Linked DNA regions of Mus musculus: region 1 is linked to region 2. Evidence: chromatin contacts called from public Hi-C data. All regions are on one chromosome and are shown on one strand. The core of a region is the stretch at or near the end of the contact, and the rest is flanking DNA. Distances in the headings are between cores, read along the strand shown.

Evidence for each region. Hi-C and Micro-C count contacts between places; a contact is called where the count stands out from the background.
Region 1: a contact with region 2 is called in a Hi-C map of the N1E-115 cell line, with 9 times the contacts expected there. The contact joins two enhancer-like sites. A contact is called at or near these places in 3 of 39 promoter capture datasets (the 3T3-L1 cell line, hippocampal neurons and liver), 4 of 15 datasets of contacts at CTCF or cohesin (the NIH/3T3 cell line, embryonic stem cells, large pre-B cells and 1 more), 149 of 484 Hi-C or Micro-C datasets (the 3T3-L1 cell line, 3T3-L1-derived adipocytes, the AML12 cell line and 80 more), 12 of 115 datasets of contacts at active chromatin or transcription factors (the NIH/3T3 cell line, astrocytes, bone marrow-derived dendritic cells and 8 more) and 2 of 9 other capture datasets (embryonic stem cells and embryonic tail).

Annotation. Positions count from the first base shown.
Region 1 is chr13:94,188,797-94,193,968 of GRCm38.p6, reverse strand. Lhfpl2 (lipoma HMGIC fusion partner-like 2) reads right to left here. Exons shown (of 4, transcript NM_172589.2): 4 at 1-2,121. The coding sequence ends at 1,868. LOC115488151 (a long non-coding RNA gene) reads right to left here. Exons shown (of 2, transcript XR_003950582.1): 2 at 4,367-5,172. Among named protein-coding and RNA genes, the nearest start is that of Scamp1, 94 kb to the left of the region's middle. Within about 2 kb of position 3,383, at least 47 of the 459 cell types and tissues checked have an H3K27ac peak or open chromatin away from gene starts, as enhancers often do. A contact at or near this core is called in the N1E-115 cell line, where this site is marked.
Region 2 is chr13:93,792,074-93,797,454 of GRCm38.p6, reverse strand. Arsb (arylsulfatase B) reads right to left here. Exons shown (of 8, transcript NM_009712.3): 3 at 3,237-3,427. Among named protein-coding and RNA genes, the nearest start is that of Mir5624, 4.0 kb to the right of the region's middle. Within about 2 kb of position 3,129, at least 1 of the 459 cell types and tissues checked has an H3K27ac peak or open chromatin away from gene starts, as enhancers often do. A contact at or near this core is called in the N1E-115 cell line, where this site is marked.

The DNA of each region.
Region 1 (5,172 bases), core at 2,134-4,633, 400 kb before region 2:
ATGGAAAAGTTAATCTGGTAAATTCAAGGAAAGCGAAGTGGTTCTGTCACAGTCTTCCTAATGAACAAAACTGTGTTTCGTGCAAAGTACTTAGCCCAGGTCGGCAACAGTGACTGTGCTGCCAGAGGACTTGCTTAGGGCAGCGTCAGTACCCAGGGAAGATGAGCGCTTTTGCCACATGCTCCGTGGCACATGGACTTAGTGATCTGTTCCTGTGTCCTGAGTGTTCTTCGGGGTGCTTAGGGTGCCTCCCCCTTCTCCTCTAAAGAAGCCACAGGGTCTCTACTTGCTTATTTTGAATACTGGCTCAAAACTGAGCTTAATATCTGATTCATAACCTTCATCTGCATGAGAGAGAGGATGGTTTCTGATATTGGTCAAAGGGCAAATATACTATAATTAATCCCCAGTGGGCCTAGCCCATCTATATATCAGGGAGTTGTTCTGAACCAAGGCTTGGCTCTAAACCAACATAGCTTTTAAGTGATTCACTGGGACAAGGGTGTAAACTCTGAACCAGGGTTGTAAACCTGATGACCAAACACCTGCCAGTAGAAGGTGCGTCACTATTTAAGACAAAGCCCTCAGCTGAACGTCTCTCTAGAACCAACTAGGTCCACTCCACTTGCACCGCTAGGGAGGGTCTCTGTCTCTGCATGGTTCTTATGATGCCAGACTCAGGTGTTTCTGGCTGCTTTGGTCAAATGGGTAACTTATGGAAACGGGATTAAAAGCCCTGAGTCCTCTTTAGTAGGCAAAGTGGTTCTGTGCCCTGCGTAGGCAGGTGCAGTGAGCTTGGTCCAGCCCCTGCTTTCACGCTAACCTGGGGATGGGATTCTTGATGCAGGGCAGTGAGCCAGCGTCAGCAAGCTCTGTGGACCAACACCAGAAGCTGGAGACGCTTCCAGGCCTAGCTCCTGCTTTCTCTGCGAGCAGTGCCAATGGGGCTGGAAAGCAGAGACAGGAAAATTCAGTCTGCAAACGCTGAGGTTCTGCCCACCCCTCCCTGTGAACATCTGCACGAACCACAGCTGGTCTGGAGGCTGAAGTCCTTGAAGGCAGAGAACACTGGTTTCCCTGAGCAGCCAAGTACAACGCCAACCCTAGAAAAACCGCCAGAGGAGACAGGGCTATCACAGGCGCTAGGCTGGCTGCAGGGAGCAGGCAGCTATCTGCCTTACTGCCAGGGGCCTGTACTTTTATTCTTATGTGATTGTCTGTCTTTATTCAAATCCTGAGGAGAGCTCCACTGATCCTCTCACCCTGGCACTCAAACTGGAGTAGGTCCACTGTGGGGTTCTGCACTGCCCCTGTTAAGCCCTTTGTGCAGTTAAGCAAAACTTGGTTACCTTGCTGTGACCTTCAGCATAGAACCTGTCATCAGTAAGTCTGTAATTTTCCTTTTAGTCTCCAAGTAAGACAACATGAGAGAACTAGGAAGAAGAGAAAGACCCCTCCTCCAGCCACCATTCTGAGATGCTCATAAGCACAAAGCTATGGACCAAATCCTGCCTCCAACTACCCCGAGGCTGGGTAAACCTCTTCTCTGCTGCCAGAGAGATCACCGCCTGCCTTGGTGAGTCAGGTCATCACTATCCTTCATTGAGCCCTGGGGACATGGAGTCTCCGACAGGACTCCCCAGGGGCTATTCCATGTCCTTGTCTGGTCTCATTATCTGCACTGCAGCCAGCATGTCCAAGAGCGCTGCTTGGTGGGTGATGCCCCTCACTGGTCCCAGGAAGGCCCGGCCGGGGCTGTGGAAGATAGCTCCAGTAGGTCACGACTGGTTCTTCACTTGGTTCAAATGATGAAGACTGTGTCACTAGGCCATAAAGAAAGGTAACGGTGGCAGGAATGGCTTCCAGATTAAAGGAGGCAGACGAGGTTTTTCCCCTCTTCAATTTCTTCCTGGACTTTGTCACTGGAGGTTGCAATTTCTGCTTGTGCAGAGAAGACAGCACAGATAAAGGTGAGGACCGTGCCCCCGGTGGCAGTATAGAAGGCCCAGCCCAGGGAGCAGTCTCCAGGTTTGTAGGGGGACGCATACCGTCCACAGTCTATGGCTTTCTGGCAGCCCCAGCCTGCGGGGTAGAGGATCAGGCCGAGGATAAGGAACAGACCTGAGGGACAGAAGAGAAAACAGGTGAAGCCTTTGGTGCCTAGGCAACCTGCAGCATCTGCCGGGCCCTTATGGTCGCTGGCTTTGGGCGGGGCCATCCACTCTACAATAGAAAAGTGTTAGTGTCTTGGATAGAAGCCTGACCTGAATAGCCAAGGTCACTTTACCAGGCACACTTTTAAGTATGGAGTCTAGATGAGGGGGAAGAGAGCTTACCTAGTATTTCCAGCCAGTTTGTGTATGGTGGCATGTGACTCCACCAGTGAGTTTGCTCCTGTTTCTTGGTGTTAAGAGGCTTACTAAGGCCAAATATGGCTTTACAAAGGGTCTGAAGAGATGGCTCCGCAGGAAGAGTGCATATTGCTCTTGTACAGCACACGGTTTGGTTCTAGCACCCAACGGTAGCTCACTACCGGTCCAGAGGACCTGACAGCCAGCCTCTTCTGACCTCCATAGGTACCAAGCATGCATACGGTATACATACATGCCAAACCCAATAATAACACATAATAAAGTTTTATTAGAACACATTAGAACAGAGACATGCTTCCTTCTGAACACCTGGCCTGCAAAACACAAATTATGATCTAGCTTTTGACAGAGCTTGCCAATCACTGGTATAAAGTAATTCACTCAGAACCTTGTGGCCTCAGCCTAGTTATAGACAAAAGTCAGGAGCCTTAAGACTAACTCTTAACCTACACCCACGAAAAGCATTGTTTGACCTGCATGCCAAGGGGAGAGGTGTATGTCTACGCCTCTATAGAAACAAACTGCCAGTGTCATGGCACTTTGCTGTCTAAATGGCTTTCAGTGAGCTCCGCCCTGCACACACACCAGCACACACGTACCCCACTCGGCCAGCACTGTTCTGGCCCTCACTGCTGCATGTTCACAAGTCACAGGGTTTCAACAATTTAGAGGTGGTTTCCTGCCTGGTCTAACCTAAGTGAGGACTAGAGAAACAACTTTAGGTAGTGGCCTTACCCTAGGCCTGGCCACTCACCAGTACAAGCAGCTCACGAAGAAGGGGAAAGGAAACCATGATTCCCAGTAGAATGTCAGCTGACAGCCCTGTGCTGTAAGGGAGGGCGGGTTTTAGTCTATGGCCAGACTAAGCTCTAGTGTGGTAGCTAAAGAGATGGCAGCAGCAACAAGGACCAAGGATTGGGGCCTTTGTAAGTGAAAGGCTAACAGGGACAATGCACTGTGTGTGGACAGCTGGGGACAGCAGTCTCATGCAGGGGATGGAGTCAGTTCCAGAGCTCACAAGTGGATGAGTCATTTGTCATTCCAAGCCTTGCCTGAATCAAGACCTGCCTGATTCACCATCATAAAAGTGTACCAATCTTAAACCTAAAGGGTGGGTGTGGTTTGTAAAGTCTGTAAATGGTATTTCTGTAATAAAACAAGACCTACAACTCTTAAGCCAAGCCAAAAGGAAAAAAAAAATAACAGCTGCAAGTGAAATTTAAGGGTCACTAGGAGATTGGAAAATCTAGAAGAGAAAAACAAATAGCTCTCTTATGTCCAGTGAGACTGACCGTCTCCCAACAAAAGGAGCCCATCACTGGGCCACTGTAGGGGTGAACTAACACTATGCTCTTCAAACTATCGCACAAAGCACAGCGGGGACAACCACTACAGTTACAGTTTTAAAAGTCAGGAATGCTAACCCTAACCCTGATACCAAAACCAGATATGAGAACATGCCCGAGAACAAAAGCCACAGACCCACAGTTCTCAACACAGTCATACACCCAAGACATCAACACCACGGCCATCTTGGTTTTAATTCCAGGGCTGCCAGGACAGTTCAACAAATGTAAACTACAACAGAGAAATAAGATGTAGGGACAAAAATCTACACCATCTCAGCCGATATGGAAAAGACCTTTGACAAACTTTAACATCCTTTCATGTTAAACTTCAAAGAACAACGCATCTGGGGCTGGAGAGATGGCTGAGAGGTTAAGAGCACTGACTGTTCTTCTAGAGGTCCCGAGTTCAATTCCCAGCAACCACATGGTGGCTCACAACCATCTGTAATGAGTTCTGATGCCCTCTTGTGGTGTGTCTGAAGGCAGCTACAGTGTACTCATATAAAATAAATAAATCTTAAACAACAACAATAACACATCTCTAAGGGTTTATATGAAAAACCTCTAACGTGCACAGGAAATGGGGGAAAATTACATCCAGAGTTAGGGGCTAGAGATAAAGGTCTACTACAATTTTAGTCAGTATTGTGTTTGAAGTCTTACCGCAATAAGGCAATAGAAAGAAATGGTACAAACAGAAAATGGCTGAGAGGATAGGTGGACCCCAGAGCCCGCATCCCAGGATTGCTCTTGCTCTTGATGTGCCTTCTTGTTTGCCATTGCTGTGTTCCTCATTGTTCTGACAGGGCGTGATTGGGCAAAGAAAGACCCCTTCTGCCTGTAGTCGGTTATGATTGATTCCTGGGTATTAACCCACCCCATTGGGCAAATTTCCTGCAGACCCACTTTCGTGGATTAATGCTGTTTAGATGAATTAATGATTTTATAGACTTCCTGATTTGATTCAGATAATTTTAGGAACTTATTAGAATAACTGATAGAAAGTATAAGGGAGATGGTTTAAGTTGTTTTGCCAAAAAGATATAATAAAGTTAGAATCCAGAATAAAAAGTGTCCCCTCCTCATAGAATGTAAGTAAAGGCTGCTGAGAAGGAGTCCAGTGAGCTTCCGTACGGTACAGGCACACACTGCATGAGGAAGAAAAATAAGCTGGGAACAAATTAATGACCAAAGACAGCATTCGCTCCAGGTCAGGCCCAAGGACGAGGCCACAGGTGGGCACCATGACAAAGCAAGGCATATATAACTATCGCTTTGAACTTCTATGAGGTCATTTTTTTCTTACATAGAGAACTTTTGTCTGAGACAGTATAAAAGCTGGGAGCAAAAGTAAAGGCGAGTTGGGGCCCCTTTGCTTCATCCACTGATGTGTGGGGTTTTTCTTTTTCTTTCTCCATGGCCCACGTAATTAAGTTTTTCTAATCCCCTGC
Region 2 (5,381 bases), core at 1,880-4,379:
AAACTACTATTCTATCTTTGACAACCAAATTAAGACATTTCTTCCCAGCTTGTACTCACACAAAGAAAGTCTTCCACTAGGATTTATTGTTTTGTTTTCCTTAGGAAGCTTCTAGTAGATTAGATGTAGAGGGTTCTTTGTTTTTTTAAGTTCTTCAAAGTGCTGCTGTTCTAATTTTAACAGAAAGTCATGCTATGAATATATGACTTTCTTTTTATAGTGCTACTACTATGTGAGTCACCCTCACATAAAGGAGAAAGGATGTCCCTTCCTGACACATGTAAAGCCATTAGCAGCGTCCCCAGAATCAACAGCTCAACTGTTACACGGCAGCTCTGTCGATTTTCTCCCTCAGCTGCCCCTTAAAAGCAAGTACACGTTAGTTGGTTGGTGAACACTTCCTGTGAATTCTTTGAATGACTTCCATCTTAGAACAAATGTCATGTTACAATCTACACATGATGCTCTAGGCACCTGAGAGCCTAGCACAGAATTAGGTTAAATCCTGGGGAAAGATGTTACAAAGATGCAGCTCCTGAAGCCAGTGAGTCGCATCACTGTCTGGAGAGCTGAAGCCGGGAGCATCTGTGTGCAGGAGCTGCCTTGTGGAAACGGCTGGGTTGCTACATGACTATTCTTTCTTTTACTTTAGTCTGTGCTTGGGGGCTCTGAGCATGCTGATTACCTCTTCAGAGCATCCCACGCGCTGGCAGGAAATGTCCATCTCCCATCTGGTGATTTTGGTAACGCTATCTATGAGCAGTGCCATGTTAACAGCACCCCTCTCATGGGATGTGAGCTCTTAAGGCCTGTGACTGTCCTCGGTTCTGGTGCCTTCTCCACCAGCCCAGTTTAACTGCCCACCCACAAGGAACCACTTCTCCACAGACGCTTCCTGGTAGCTGCTTGGTGGTATGAGGGCACCAGGAGACAATACTGTTTTGTACACATCCCTAAATATCTGAGAGATTGCTCCCCTTCTTCATGGTTCATGGCAGACATAGTTGCCTAGAGATGTCAGCATTACACCCTTAAAAATCCAAAGTGTGGCAAAGCCGAGACCAGTCACCAGGGGAGATGAGAACAGTCACTAGGGAAGATTCCTCAAACTGAGTAAAATAGCAAAGATGGAGCCTGGAAGGTTCTAAACAGACAAGGAGTCACTGGCAGGTCACTGTGTCTGAACACGTAGACAAGCAGAACGCTCATTAAGACTTGTGTGTGCTGAGCATCTCCAGGCAGTAAGAATAACTTTGTATTGTGCACAGCTTATCTCTGCTGCATAGAGTTGCATGATTAGATCAGATTGTGAGCCCGTAATACCAGCAAGCTGGCATCTGCTTGTCTTTGTACTTGTGAGAGCATCAAGCTAACACTCACGGAACCATCCTGAGTGCACAGGATCTCCATAGCGGCACCATGGACACCACGGAGAATCACTGATAAGGGGATGAAATATTAATGCCTTACAATATCTGATATCACTATTTCTTCCAAATGTCCCAGGAGGTCCTAATATGCTGTCAAGACCGGGACTGTGGAGCTGAATATGAACTGGGATTCAACATCTCTGCACGAGCTGTGACTAGGGATGGCGAATAAAGGCAGATGCTCTTGGAGTCCAAAGTGAGAGGTTACATCCTGACTCTGACTTCACACAGTCCCGTGGCTTTGAACAAGTCACTTCATTTCTCCAAGCCTGTTTGCTTAAACAAACAGCGTGTCTTCTATCCTTCTATCAAAGGATAATAAAGAGTTCCCTGAAAGCCTTACTTTGGCTTTCTTGGTATTAGGCCATATCCATAAAATGCCTCACATACAATTAAGAGCTATAATACAGCCAGCAAGAGGCACCATTGCTAACAATACCTCTTTGTGGTGCACGGGCTCTTAGGGCCTCCTGTTGTCCTTGGTTTCAAGCCTTTCCCCACAGCCCCCAGCTTATAACTCCCCCTCCCCACAGAACTATTTCACCCCAGTTGCATCTTCTTATCCATTTAATGTTATATGAAGCCACCTTCCTAGCCCACCAACCATTCTGGTTTTAAATCTAGACTTAAAATGTGCAGGTTTCTAAACATTTGAGAGAATGCTCCCCTTTCTTCATGTTTCATGGCAGACATAGTTACCTAGAGATGTCAGGTGACGATGTCAGCTCTTAAGTACCTAAAGTATGGCAAAACTGAGAACAGCCACCAGGGAGAATCCCTCATACTGACTGAGAGTATAGAAGACAGAGCTTGGAAGATTCCGTAGCAGACAGAGTCATTAGCAGGTCACTAAGTCTGAACAGATACACAAGCCAGAACCCTGCCTGCTGAGGGTTCACGCATCGTCAAAGAGACAAAGTGCAGAGAACTGGAAGGACCTGGACACTTTCTCAAATTTTCCATGTCCCACTGAAGGCCAATTTTTGTGAGTGTGCTAATACAATTCTTCATAAGGACACGCTTTGAGCCCAGTGTCTCACAACACAAAAATCTGCTCTGTTCCCAAAGCACCTATGTGCTGAATCCAGACAATTTGCATTTAAGACTTCTCACAACTCTTCTCTCTTCCTACCTGCAGCTAAGTCTGCACGTGACATACCTGATAGGCGCCTATGGTGTCTGTAAAAACCAATATACCATGCATATTAATTGTAAAAACCCAGTATTGCTAAGACGGTCATTTCCATTAAGTTGGTCAGTGAATACCAACCAATCAAACAGCCAACTTCTGTTTTCTTAGTAAAAATTGGTCAACCTACTCTAAAATTAGCATGGGGATACAAAAGATTAAGACTAACCAAAATAATCCTGAAGAGAAAAATATAGAATGAGAGGATTTTCTCTAGCCCCTGAGTTCCCAACACTTCTTCCCAACGGAGCCCTGCCTCGAGCACAGACACCTGTCTGGAATCCTGAAGCCTGATTTTGCTAACCACTTACTGTGCACACACATAAAGCATCATAAGAGTGAGCAGGGTTTCCACTGAAATGCTGAAGGACAGACAGCCTTCCTCCATCTGCAGCCCAGGGTCCCTTCCTGTGAGACTCATCTCTTGGGCGTTCCTAAGTACTTTCTCCCAGACCTGAGGAAGATCCAAATTCTTCACTTCTAACAACCTTCCCTTTCTGGCTAACTGGAACATGCTCTAAAATGTTATATTACACACACACACACACACACACACACACACACACACTCCCTTGGAAGCAACAAGATTTTGACAATATTAAAGGAGGAAGCCTTACTTTCTCCGGTGGGTGGTTAGCTATGACGGTTGTAGCCCTTTTGGTAAATATGTTTGTTGAGTAAATATTGTTATACTCTTTTGCAGGTTCTTCACCATCTCTTAAGTCAAGCGCACAGCGGGTACCATTCAAAGACTCAATCGGCGCACAGGCCTCGTGGGTGTAATAGTCTTCACTGCCTAGGAGGTATCCTGCAAGAAGAATGGGAGAAGAAACAGTCGGCATGGCAGAAAGCTTGTTAGGCAAACGAATGTTCCAGCAGTTAATTGCCTAATGCAACTGATTGCCCATGACGAGGCTAATCAAATGACAGGGCTAATCAGGGTTCTCTTCTTAACATCTCTATATTTGTTAGAGACACCACTGAAATGGCACTACATGGAAATCCAAGGCCCTTCCTCACTTGAGTCTTTTAGAGCATCTGTTCTCGCTTGTCAACTCTTTATACATGGTTGATCTGTGGGAAAAGGTTTTTAGAAATCAGAGTTTAAGTTCAGGAAGCAACCAGATGCTAATTCTTTAAAATTGCCTAAGAAAAAAGATAACGCACCACTAATGTGTTACAAGGTTTTACTTGTAAAATACTAAAAACAGGGTTCAGATCGTGTCATTTGTTGCTACTGAGGTTGGGAGATGGATTTCTGTGGTTATTTATGGACGGGGCCTTTGCCGGAGTTATATTTAGTCAAATGCTGACACCCACTGGTGGAAAAATATAAACCTTTCCTAATACAAGCTCTCTATCCCAGCTGAGCAGCCCCAGAGATCAAAGAGCAGCATTCTGTCTAGACTGTGAACCTTGCCCCGCTGCTCAGAGATGCAGTGCTTACTGAGCCCAGTGGCCTGTCAACTCCCCTGTTTCTAGAGCCCAGATCCCATAACAAAGAGGAAAGCACAGGAGAAACAGAAACGCCCCAACTAATCGTTGTTCTGCAAGTGATCGTGTTTTGAAAATGTGAAAATAAGCTGGGCTGCATATTATGATTAAATTGACAGACTTGCTCAGAAAAGGCCAATCAACAGAGGGCAGAAAGTGGTTAGTGACGGATGGCCCAGGGCTCTGGTTGCCTGGAGGCCCGTGATGACTGCTCATGGGATTTGGTTTCTTTTTGTGACATACATGTGTGTGTGTGTGTGTGTGTGTGTGTGTGTGTGTGGTTTCCTACAACTGAATTGTGGTGATAATGGCACAATCTCTCACATTGTTTAAAAATCGCTAAATTAAATACGTTAATTGGGTAAACTGTATAGTATATGAATTATACCCTAATAAAGCTATTAAAAAGAAATAAACTTTGATGAGCTCTTAGCTATATTCTTAAATATATTCCCTTTTAGTCTTAAAATGATGAAAAATGGGCCTAGCTCTTTCCTTTCTCATGAATTTTGTATACAGTGACAATTAAAGAGTCTTATACAGCTTATGTAATAATTCAATTGATTTTAGATTAACTATTTTTCATGATCAAATAAGTTCAAGGTCCTGAATATAATTAGTATATGACATCAACATAACTTATTGTGTGATTTTATCTATATTTATAGGAAATAAATCCAACATATTTACTACTTAATATGGAATAGAAAAAATTGTATTCACAAAAAAAATAATTTCAGGGCTGGTGAGATGGCTCAATGAGGAAAGGTGCTTGCCACCAAACCTAACAACCTTAGTCTGATCCCTGCGATCCACACAGAGGAAGAAGAGAACGGACTCCTGAAAGCTGTCCTGACTCAGACCTCTACACGTTTGTGTTCTCTCTCTCTCCCTCCCCCTCTCTCTCTCTCTCTCTCTCTCACGCACACGCACGCGCACGCACGCGCGCGCGCGCGCACACACACACACACACACACACACACAAATAACTACCTCAACCTTACCTTGGTGATTAGAGTGATCAAGCCAGTAGTTTGGGTTTTTAACATCTACTTAGTATTAGAATTTGGAGAGAACACTTCACACTCCTTTCCATTAATATAAACTATCACTGGGGAAGATATAGGCACAGGATATGTTTGGTTATAGGAACCATAAATATTAAATGATATTAAAAATAGAAGAACTGTAGAGCTAGAACTCAAATACTTGGCCAAACCAGTATAGACAAATAACAAATGTGGGTATTTGTCTATCCAGGTCCAGGG